Regions from separate parts of the Mus musculus genome. Here region 2 is linked to region 1. The links are chromatin contacts, called in public HiChIP or PLAC-seq maps. All regions are on one chromosome and are shown on one strand. The core of a region is the stretch at or near the end of the contact, and the rest is flanking DNA. Distances in the headings are between cores, read along the strand shown.

Evidence for each region. HiChIP or PLAC-seq counts read pairs in DNA pulled down with a chosen protein or histone mark.
Region 2: a contact with region 1 is called in an H3K27ac HiChIP or PLAC-seq map of embryonic stem cells, with 19 read pairs. The contact joins the enhancer-like site here to the promoter of Ahsa1 in region 1. A contact is called at or near these places in 17 of 39 promoter capture datasets (the 3T3-L1 cell line, 3T3-L1-derived adipocytes, the C10 cell line and 12 more), 1 of 15 datasets of contacts at CTCF or cohesin (the NIH/3T3 cell line), 43 of 484 Hi-C or Micro-C datasets (CD8 T cells, ECoMG-derived neutrophils, the G1E-ER4 cell line and 20 more), 24 of 115 datasets of contacts at active chromatin or transcription factors (the 230-238 cell line, CD8 T cells, the HPC-7 cell line and 12 more) and 5 of 9 other capture datasets (adipose tissue, embryonic stem cells, liver and 2 more).

Annotation. Positions count from the first base shown.
Region 1 is chr12:87,264,708-87,269,155 of GRCm38.p6, forward strand. It overlaps Ahsa1 (AHA1, activator of heat shock protein ATPase 1), which reads left to right and starts at 2,021. Exons shown (of 9, transcript NM_146036.2): 1 at 2,021-2,214; 2 at 3,448-3,638. The coding sequence starts at 2,135. Vipas39 (VPS33B interacting protein, apical-basolateral polarity regulator, spe-39 homolog) reads right to left here and starts at 1,579. Exons shown (of 20, transcript NM_001142580.1): 1 at 1,445-1,579.
Region 2 is chr12:87,311,551-87,315,998 of GRCm38.p6, forward strand. It overlaps Sptlc2 (serine palmitoyltransferase, long chain base subunit 2), which reads right to left. Exons shown (of 12, transcript NM_011479.4): 10 at 2,501-2,636; 11 at 1,148-1,277. Among named protein-coding and RNA genes, the nearest start is that of Ism2, 14 kb to the left of the region's middle. Within about 2 kb of position 1,766, at least 5 of the 459 cell types and tissues checked have an H3K27ac peak or open chromatin away from gene starts, as enhancers often do. A contact at or near this core is called in embryonic stem cells and induced pluripotent stem cells, where this site is marked.

The sequences.
Region 1 (4,448 bases), core at 771-3,270:
TCAAATTAAGCTGTGGAAGAGTAAAAATTGTAGTTTAACCCAATAAGTACCAAGATTTCCACAGCACCTGGCCACTTACTGGGCCTTGAAGTCAAAAGGTAAATGGCTCATTTCTAAGCCTTGGAGAAATGCAATCTTGCCTTACTGGCTAATAGTGAAGGATAAATAGTGTTAGAAAGCCTAACAAAGTGCTTGGCAGAAAATAAACATGTAAGGTTACATCCCGTTAGTATTTGATATAGCAGTTAGTCTGCCACTAGATAATATATGCAAAGTGTTTACCTAATCTTAATGCTACCTTAGATAAAACAAGAGAATTTTGTTTTCTGCAGTTCTGGGAACTGAGCTTCGGGCCTCCCACGTTTTAGACAAGCACTCTACCACTGAACTATATTCCCAGCCTCCAAAATTTTTGTAAAAAGCAATCTTAAATATTAAAAGAAATTCTAAACCAGGCCACAAATCATGAAGATGTGTACAGAACATAAACATGTCTCTAACATGTGTGCAAATTCATAAATAACTGTCATTCATTTGTCATTCACAACGATCCTGAAAGGTAAGCCTGGGAGATTCCCACCGACCAGGGGAACAAAGCTCAGAAGCAGTAAACATCACAACTTTACTAAATCACTTCTACTCCAAACTACAATCCAGGGTTTTTGGATCCTAGACTCTTTCTTTTCTTTTTTCACTTTTGGGAAAACTAGACAGATCTTTACAATGGTAACTAGAAATAGGTAGAGAATATGTCTAACAAACTTAGTACTTCACCAAGAATTCTTAAGACTCTTTTTACAGTAGTGGATACATTGTATTTCGAGTGACAAAAGAGACCGTGATTTACGTGGTAAGTAAAATGGTAACAATTTATAACTCTAAGAATGCTCAAAGGAAAGCGGGCTTCAACGTGATTTAAAATGCTTCCGAGATTTGATCTTATCGTCACCTGTACACTGACAGTCTGACATGGATAGGGGGACAGATGCGAGAGGACGGGAACACGACATAGGGAAAACAGGACCCGTTTAAAACACAAAACAAAACAAAACCAAAAACCAAAACCCTACAACCAAGAGGTTCCTTGCCTCAGGGTACTGTAGAAACCAGCTACTGGAAGTTAAGCTAGGTTTTTAAGGCGATGTTTGAGAACAAAGACCTGAGAGATTGGATTACAGGAGCAAGGTCCAGGAAACCACGCATCTACCACAAACACCAGAGCCTAGAGGGTGCCTGAGAAGACATATTCAGAACCAAATGTTGAGTAAGCTGCTTTGAGGCTTGCTGGAAAGCCCCATCTCGGAGCTCCCAAGAGTGGTCCCGACAGAAGAAGGTCGGAGTGAGAGTGTAAGGATGCCTCAGAAAAGACAGGGAAAGAAAAGGGTGCGGAGAGGGTGGGTTCACCTAGACACGAGGCCTAGACAGGGGCTTGGGACACCCTCACCTCTTCCACACCGAGCGCTCCTTCTCAGGACAGCGCCAGGCTCAGCCGCTGGACCAGCCTTTCTAAACAGGCTGTGAGGCATAGAGAAGAGCAGAAGGGGACAGCGGAGAAGAGTCTGAAGAAGGTGAAAGGAATACCCGCAAAGCATCCTGGAAGTTGTAGTTCCATAACCTCTATCATTCTTTCGTCCTCCCTGCGGGCCGCGAGGCTTCTGGACTAGCATTCCCAGAAATACTAGCGCATAGTGCTAGGTCATTTCCTTTACTTTCAGCATGACCTTCCGCAGTTATCGGAAGGGTTGGTTTAAAGACTACAACTCCCATCAGGCTCAGCAAGGTCGGTTTAGGGCCCAAGGAGACAATGAGAGGAATATTTTGTGTCCTAGCCGGTGGGGATTAGGATCTTGAGGGCCTAGACTTAAGAGCTTTTAAGATAAACTGAGAGAGCTGGAAGGAACGCCAGAAGTTACGGAACCTACGGCTCGGCGAGCTGGAACGGAAGTACCCGGTAAGAGCGAGGAGGAGCCGGAAGTTAAGGCTGGGAGGGGGTTGGGGTGGAGGGAAAAGCAAGCCAGGAGGTGCTGTGCTGCTTCTAGTAGTTTCCAGGCGCTGCCAGGCGGCTGGGACCGAGCGGTCCTCAGGCTGTGGCTGCGGCTGCTTGGGAGCTGGTAGCGGTGCGATAAGTGAGCTGATGGCCAAGTGGGGTGAGGGAGACCCACGCTGGATCGTGGAGGAGCGGGCGGACGCCACCAACGTCAACAACTGGCACTGGTATGGGCCAGCAAGACAGGCCGCAGGAGCACTGTTAACAGGCTAGGGGTTGGAGGTGTCTGGGACCTTGGCGAGTACGGGACCCAAGTAACCCTGGCCTGGGGTTGGGCGTGAGTCCTTTCTGTAGCAGGGGTCCCCTCCATCCCTCGCCACCATCACAGTCTTAGGGGCGATGGGTTCGACATGGACTGCTGAGTCCCCAAGGAGGAATTTCAGAGCGAGAACAGAGTGCCCTAGTTGCTGCATCCAGCCTGAGCCGGGTGATACTTCCTACACGTGGCCGCAGGCGTCCTTGAGATCCAGACCCCTGCCGATTGTGTTGGGAGTCTGCTGGGGAATTCGAGAGCTCCAGGCGCGGTAGTTGTTGGTTTGCGGGTTACAGTGAAAGCAAAAGTCATAGGGGACTACTGCCTCAGTCCAGCGTGAGAAGCTTTGGAACGTGATCTGCAGGGCACTTGGAGCTTCGGGATGCTGAACGCAATGCAGTCTCCTACCCGGAACTGTTAAGTTCTGTTGTAACAACTCCAGGTTGCCCGGCAGTCATGATTTTACAGCCTAACCGGTCTTGGAAGCTGCCTCATCTCTCAGAAATCTTCTGGAAACAAAGTTATTTGGAGTGCCACTGAACTTTACAGACATTATATTTTTTTTCCTCAGTTATAGCTTTTTGATTTTTAAATAGCTGTACTAGAAGGGCAAAGAATTGATTTTTACCGTCTTTTTTTTCCCCCTTCAACCTGTCTCTTTTTAACATTCTACTTGATGTAATTTTTCTTGTGGACTTTGTGACACTGTCTAGAGGATGTAGGATGTGTAGGGCAAAGTTTGAACACTGAACGGGACACAACACTGTTAATGAGGCTAGCATTATTGTTGGTTTGTTTTGTTTTTTTAAACTGAAGTTCTTAGCAAAAATGCTTGCTTGTCTTTGCTCTCCTGACTTAAGCAGTATGGTCACATCTTTCTTCTTGGCCAAATGGGGGCGCCATTTTAACGGTCAAGGCTCATTGTGCTAAGACTGGAAAGTATTAACTTGGTTTGCACAGCACCTCTCTTTGTTGACAACTCGCCACCCCTTTGGATTCCTAAAAGTAGCATGTTTGTGGACATTCTAGGGTAGAATTGAGAGGGTTGGGTTGTTTTCTGCCTCCTTTAACCTTGCAGTCACCTGCTGAATGAAACAGTGCGTTCTCCTCTTGACTGCCAGCCCTTAGCGCTGCTTCTGTCTTGCAGGACAGAGAGAGATGCTTCAAATTGGTCCACAGAGAAACTGAAAACCCTGTTCCTGGCCGTTCGAGTAGAAAATGAAGAGGGCAAGTGCGAGGTGACCGAAGTGAACAAGCTTGATGGGGAGGCATCCATCAACAACAGGAAAGGCAAACTTATCTTCTTCTATGAGTGGACCATCAAACTGAACTGGACAGGTAAGGCCTGCCAGGCTGCCAGGGAAGAGGTTATAGCCCCGTTGCCATAGCTCTGATCCTTGCTGGAGAGGTTCTGAGCACTGACAAACTCTTGAAGAGAGAAGACGGTGTTGCTTTGAAGGCAAGCGGCATTGGGCACTCAGTGGGACGCCAAATGAATTTATCTGCTTGATCTCGTCAGTTCCATCATTTGTCTCATGAATGAATGATTTTTAAAAGGGGGGGATGTTTCTTTTAGCTTCAATCACTTTCTACTTCCAGTGCAAATCTTATATCACTGTACTATCATAGCTAATTATACATCTGATTTGGGGCTGTTTTACCATCTTATAATTTAATGTCCCTTCTGTAATACCCCTAGGGGGGAGAATTGGGCTGAATGGAATATTTCCCAAGTGAGTAGTAAAGATGAAAGTAGATAGATCTGTCTATAATTTTTGCTTTTTCAATGTATATCTGAAGTATTGTTACCTAGAAGGAACTATATATATCTTGTCTAGTCTCCTTTTTATATAATACACTGAAAAACTGAGGCGTACAGACACAGAGTGAGTTTTGTCATAGTTAACATGTACCCTAAAACTTAGTCCACTATGCAACAACAGTTACTCAATTTAGAAAGAAAAAAAAAAAAAACAACCCACAGGGTTGATAGGATAGAATTGATCAGGTACCCATTAGATGTTGTTAACACATACCTATAGTCCCACCACTTGGGAAACTGAAGATAGGAAAATGGCGGTGAACTCTAGGGGGAGAGGGAGAGAAGTCCTCCATCCAAAAATGTCTTTAAAGAAATCGGGGACCAGA
Region 2 (4,448 bases), core at 516-3,015, 47 kb after region 1:
GGGTTTCTCTGTGTGGCCTTGGCTGTCCTGAAACTCACCCTGTAGACCAGGCTGGCCTTGAACTCAAAAATCCACCTGCCTCTGCCTCCTGAGTGCTGGGATTAAAGGTGTGTGCCACCAATGCCCGGTTAGGAATGTATGTTTAATGAGAGAAATTTCATTTTGTATATACAGGGAAGAAAGGTCAAAAGTGTTAAGAAACAGAAAATGTTAGCTGGGCATGGTATCACACCCCTTTAATCTCAGCATTCTAAAGATAGAGGCAGGTTATTTCTGTGAGTTCAAGACCAGCTTGGTTTACATAAAGAACTCCAGGATAGCCAAAGCTACATAGGGAGACCCTGTCTTAAAATACAAAACAAAACAAACAAAACGAACAAAAAAGTCAAAGAGATTGTTATGGTACTTTAAAAACAAGGGTTTACAGAACTCATTAAGATTAATGGATCTTAGCTGGCATCCTATAATCTCAGTGATGGGAGGCAGAGAGAGATAGGCAGGTTTCTGTGAGTTGCAGACCAGTCTGTGCCCAACAAAGAAAAACAAAAAAGCACAGTATCAACTCCCCTCAAACCAACCCACAATGAAACCATTATAGTTTAAAGAATTTGGGGGGTGTGTGTTTGGGGGGGGGGGCGTCTTAGGTCTCAAGGGGACACCCAGCAAGGCTCCTTTAGCTGGGACCAATGTACAGCAGCCACACATGGAGGAAGAGCTTGTAAGGGTAGCATCAAAGGAGAAGGCGTAAATTACAAACAGTTGGAAAGAGACCTTCAGCTTTAGATCCAAGAGGAAGGAGACAACAGTGCAGGTGGAGGCTGACCTGAGGGAGGAAGCTCAAACCTACAATGCCATCAGCCAGGAGGCTGAGGCAGGAGGATCTCCAGTGTGGTACAGTGAGTTCTGTGGCAACCATGACTACTTATGGAGACCCTGTCACCAAGCAACACAGAGGAAGCCAGTTTTCCAGAACTTGGAACTGGATTGGATGGATGATTTGGAAGACTCTGCAATTGCTTAGAAAGGGCCATTTTCAATAGCACTGCCTGCCACTGTCTCAGCAGCCAGGTCCCAAGTGCTCAACATCAGGTGACTACACCGTCTGATACACACACAACCTCTTTTAGTATTGATCAAAGGTACTTACAGTGTCAAGTATTTCTTTGGTATGAGCTGCTGACAGGCAAAATCTGGCTCTGGACTCAATGATCGGGGTAGCAGGAAATCCCACCACAACTACACCAATGTTCCGCTTCAGCATCTCTCTTCCAAAGGCGCTACAAAGGGAAACCAGGAAATGAAAGCAATGACTGCTTGGTGATGTGGCCTTCAATCCCAGCACTCGTTCCAGGCTAGCTTGATCTACAGAGTTAGTTCTAGTGCAGACAGAGAAATTCTGCCTTGAAAAAGAAAAAGAAAAACCAAACAACAACCACAAAAAAGAAATAGCAGCCAGTACCAGGTCTTACTGGCCTGGGTATTTGACGGCACTTAAACACTCAAGACTGATGTTCTAAAAATTCTGTTATTCCAGTTCTCTGTTAGAATGTAACTGGAAAGGACCAGTTCTAATAAAGTTTGCTTTAGGTGATGGCCTGCTCCTGAAAGGAAATAGTGGTTAAGATTTCAAAATAAATCTGCGTTATAACCTCTGTCCTCTTCAGTCTGTGAGGACAGAGGACCTGTGTAACAGGGACATCTCTCTGCTGCCCTTAGGGTGGTTGGCTGCTGGGACTGGTTCTCTAGACCAGGAATTTAAAAAACAAAAGCTAAAACAAAGAACCTACTTAGGACTAAAGCTGCTTCTAGGGTACAGGCCGTTTGAGGCTCTGTAGGTCAGAAGGTTACTCAAATTCTACAACTGTTATACAACTTCATTACAGTTGTCTTGTGGCCTTATTCTACAACTGAAGCTTGACTGAAAAAGGAATTCTAATTTGATTTTGTTTTGTTTACCGAATTATGCTTTCTGTTTTATCTTATTGGCTACTTGACTCTTTTTTTTTTTTAAAGAGTTATTTATTTCATTTATGAGTACACTCTAGCTGTCTTCAGACACATTAGAAGAGAGCATTGGATCCCATTTCAGAGGTTGTGAGCCACCATGTGGTTGTTGGGAATTGAACTCAGGACCTCTGGAAGAGCAGTCAGTGCTCTTAACCGCTGAGCCATCTCTCCAGCACCATACTTGACTTATTTTTACTCTTCCCTTAATTTGCTCACAGGCTGGGAATAAAAAAATAAAAATAAAAAAACCCTGCCTATGACAGGTATGGGAGTAGCACCTTTAATCCCAGTACTTGGGAGGCAGAGCTCAATTTATACAGTGAATTCCTGGCCAGCTAGGGCTACTAGTGACATTTTCTTTCAAAAAGGCTTGCAAGGAAGGAAAAAAAAAAAAAAAAGAATTCCTGCCTGTGTAGCAACTTCTTCCCTCACTCCAGCCCCACGATACCCTCTGTCTAACGACAGACTGGATTGTGCCATCCACACAATGTACCCAATTTTGGCCGGCATGTAGAGCATCAAAGGCACCACCGGGGAGTCTTCATTGCCATAGATGATGAACCCCATTTCCTTCAGGCGTCTCCTGAAATACCTGGTGTTCTCAGCCAACTGCTGTATACATTCTTTGCCTAGAAGAGGCCAAAATGATACTAAGGAACAGAAGATAAAGATACGTATTTTCCTCGACTTCTTTTTATCTCACTGGGTCTCTTATTCTTGTTTTCAGGTAACTTTTACTGTATAATCCTGAATGTCCTTGAACTCTTGGAATTCTTGCCCCAGTTTCCCAAGTGCCAGGATTACAGCCATGTGCTACCATACTCCTTTCTTCCACACCAACCTGTGTGGAATAGAAACATAGACGTGCTTCCTCTGCAGCCTGTTGGTTGTCTCTGGAGCTGCTGATAGCAGTTTGGTTTGGTTTGGTGCTGGGGAATCAAACCTAGGATCTCATGCATACTAAGCAAGCACTCTACAACCAAGCCTGCCACAGCCCCGACCTGACAGCAAGTGTTATAGTAACGTACAAAATAAAGGTTAATGGCTAAGAGCTGAAGATGTGGCTCTGAGGTAGAGAACTTGCCTAACATAGGCACTATAACTCTCCCTTCCCCCCACTTTTAAAAAAAGATCTATTTATTTTATGTATATGAGTACACTGTAGCTGTCTTCAGACACACCAGAAGAGGACATCAGATCCCATTACAGATGGTTGTGAGCCACCATGTGGTTGCTGGGAACTGATCTCATGACCTTTAGAAAAGCAGCCAGTGATCCTAAACACTGAGCTATCTCTCCATCCCAACTACACCCCTTTAAAAAAAGAAAGAAATGGTGTCATTTGTGAAGTTCTGCCATCTCAGTCACAGCACCTCATTGTGCACACCCTCGACAGTGAGGAGGACACTTATCACCGTCATTCTATACTCTAGGAGACTCACCTTGCTTATTGCTACCAAGTACGAAGAAGCACTGCCAAAAATAGAATCTGGGTCTCCCAACACCAACATCATTTCAAGCTGCCATGGTGCAAACACTTTCACAAATCTGAACATTGACACTGTCAGTTAGACCTCAAATTCTGAGTCACTTTGTACTGCTATCTCCATAAAACCGTCACCAGATAGCAAGAGCCTATCTAGTACAAAACTATCTAGCTACCCTCTAAAACACAAGTTGGCTTTGTTTTGGTTGTTTGGTTTTGGTTTTTCTATGTAGCTCTGAATGACTTCAAACTCAAAAGATATGCTGACCTCTACCTCTGGTGGGATTAAAATATGGTTTCTAATTTCTAATTGAATAAATAATTAGTGAAGTATTGAACATTACATTATGATCAGATGGCCAAACAAGACAACAGTTTTGAAAGACTAACTTACAGAGTACTAAGAATATGTTTTTCTTCACAGTAAAAAATATTGATAACTAAGAGAGAAGGCTGGAGTAATTTTCTCATGTTAGAATTCAAGGATGATACAGTTCATAAGGTCATCAAGCAGTCAGATGCACAGGTTAACTCCAGTGTCCTTAGAGTTAGAACACTGACTTATCGACCACTCGTGGAAAACTATACTGGATAAGCTGGATACACATAGCCCCAAATGAATATCCTTTATATAAAACAATTTCAGGTTGATCAGAGAAAACCCCTGAAATTTAGATTGGACTACTCACCCTGAACACCAAGGACCACTAGGTAAGTTACACACGGACCTAACAAAGAACAAGAGCTAATAACAGGTGTGTTGTGTTATATAAGGATCCCGAGAACTGGGTTCTCAGAATTACACATCCTGATTTCTTACACTGTGAATAAGATGCTTGTTCTATCTCTTAACAACTTTATTAATTGGCTGAAAAAAATTTGTGACAGGATTTCATGTTTTAGTTGGGGATTTTATTTTATTTTATTTTATTTTTTTTTAAGATTTATTTATTAT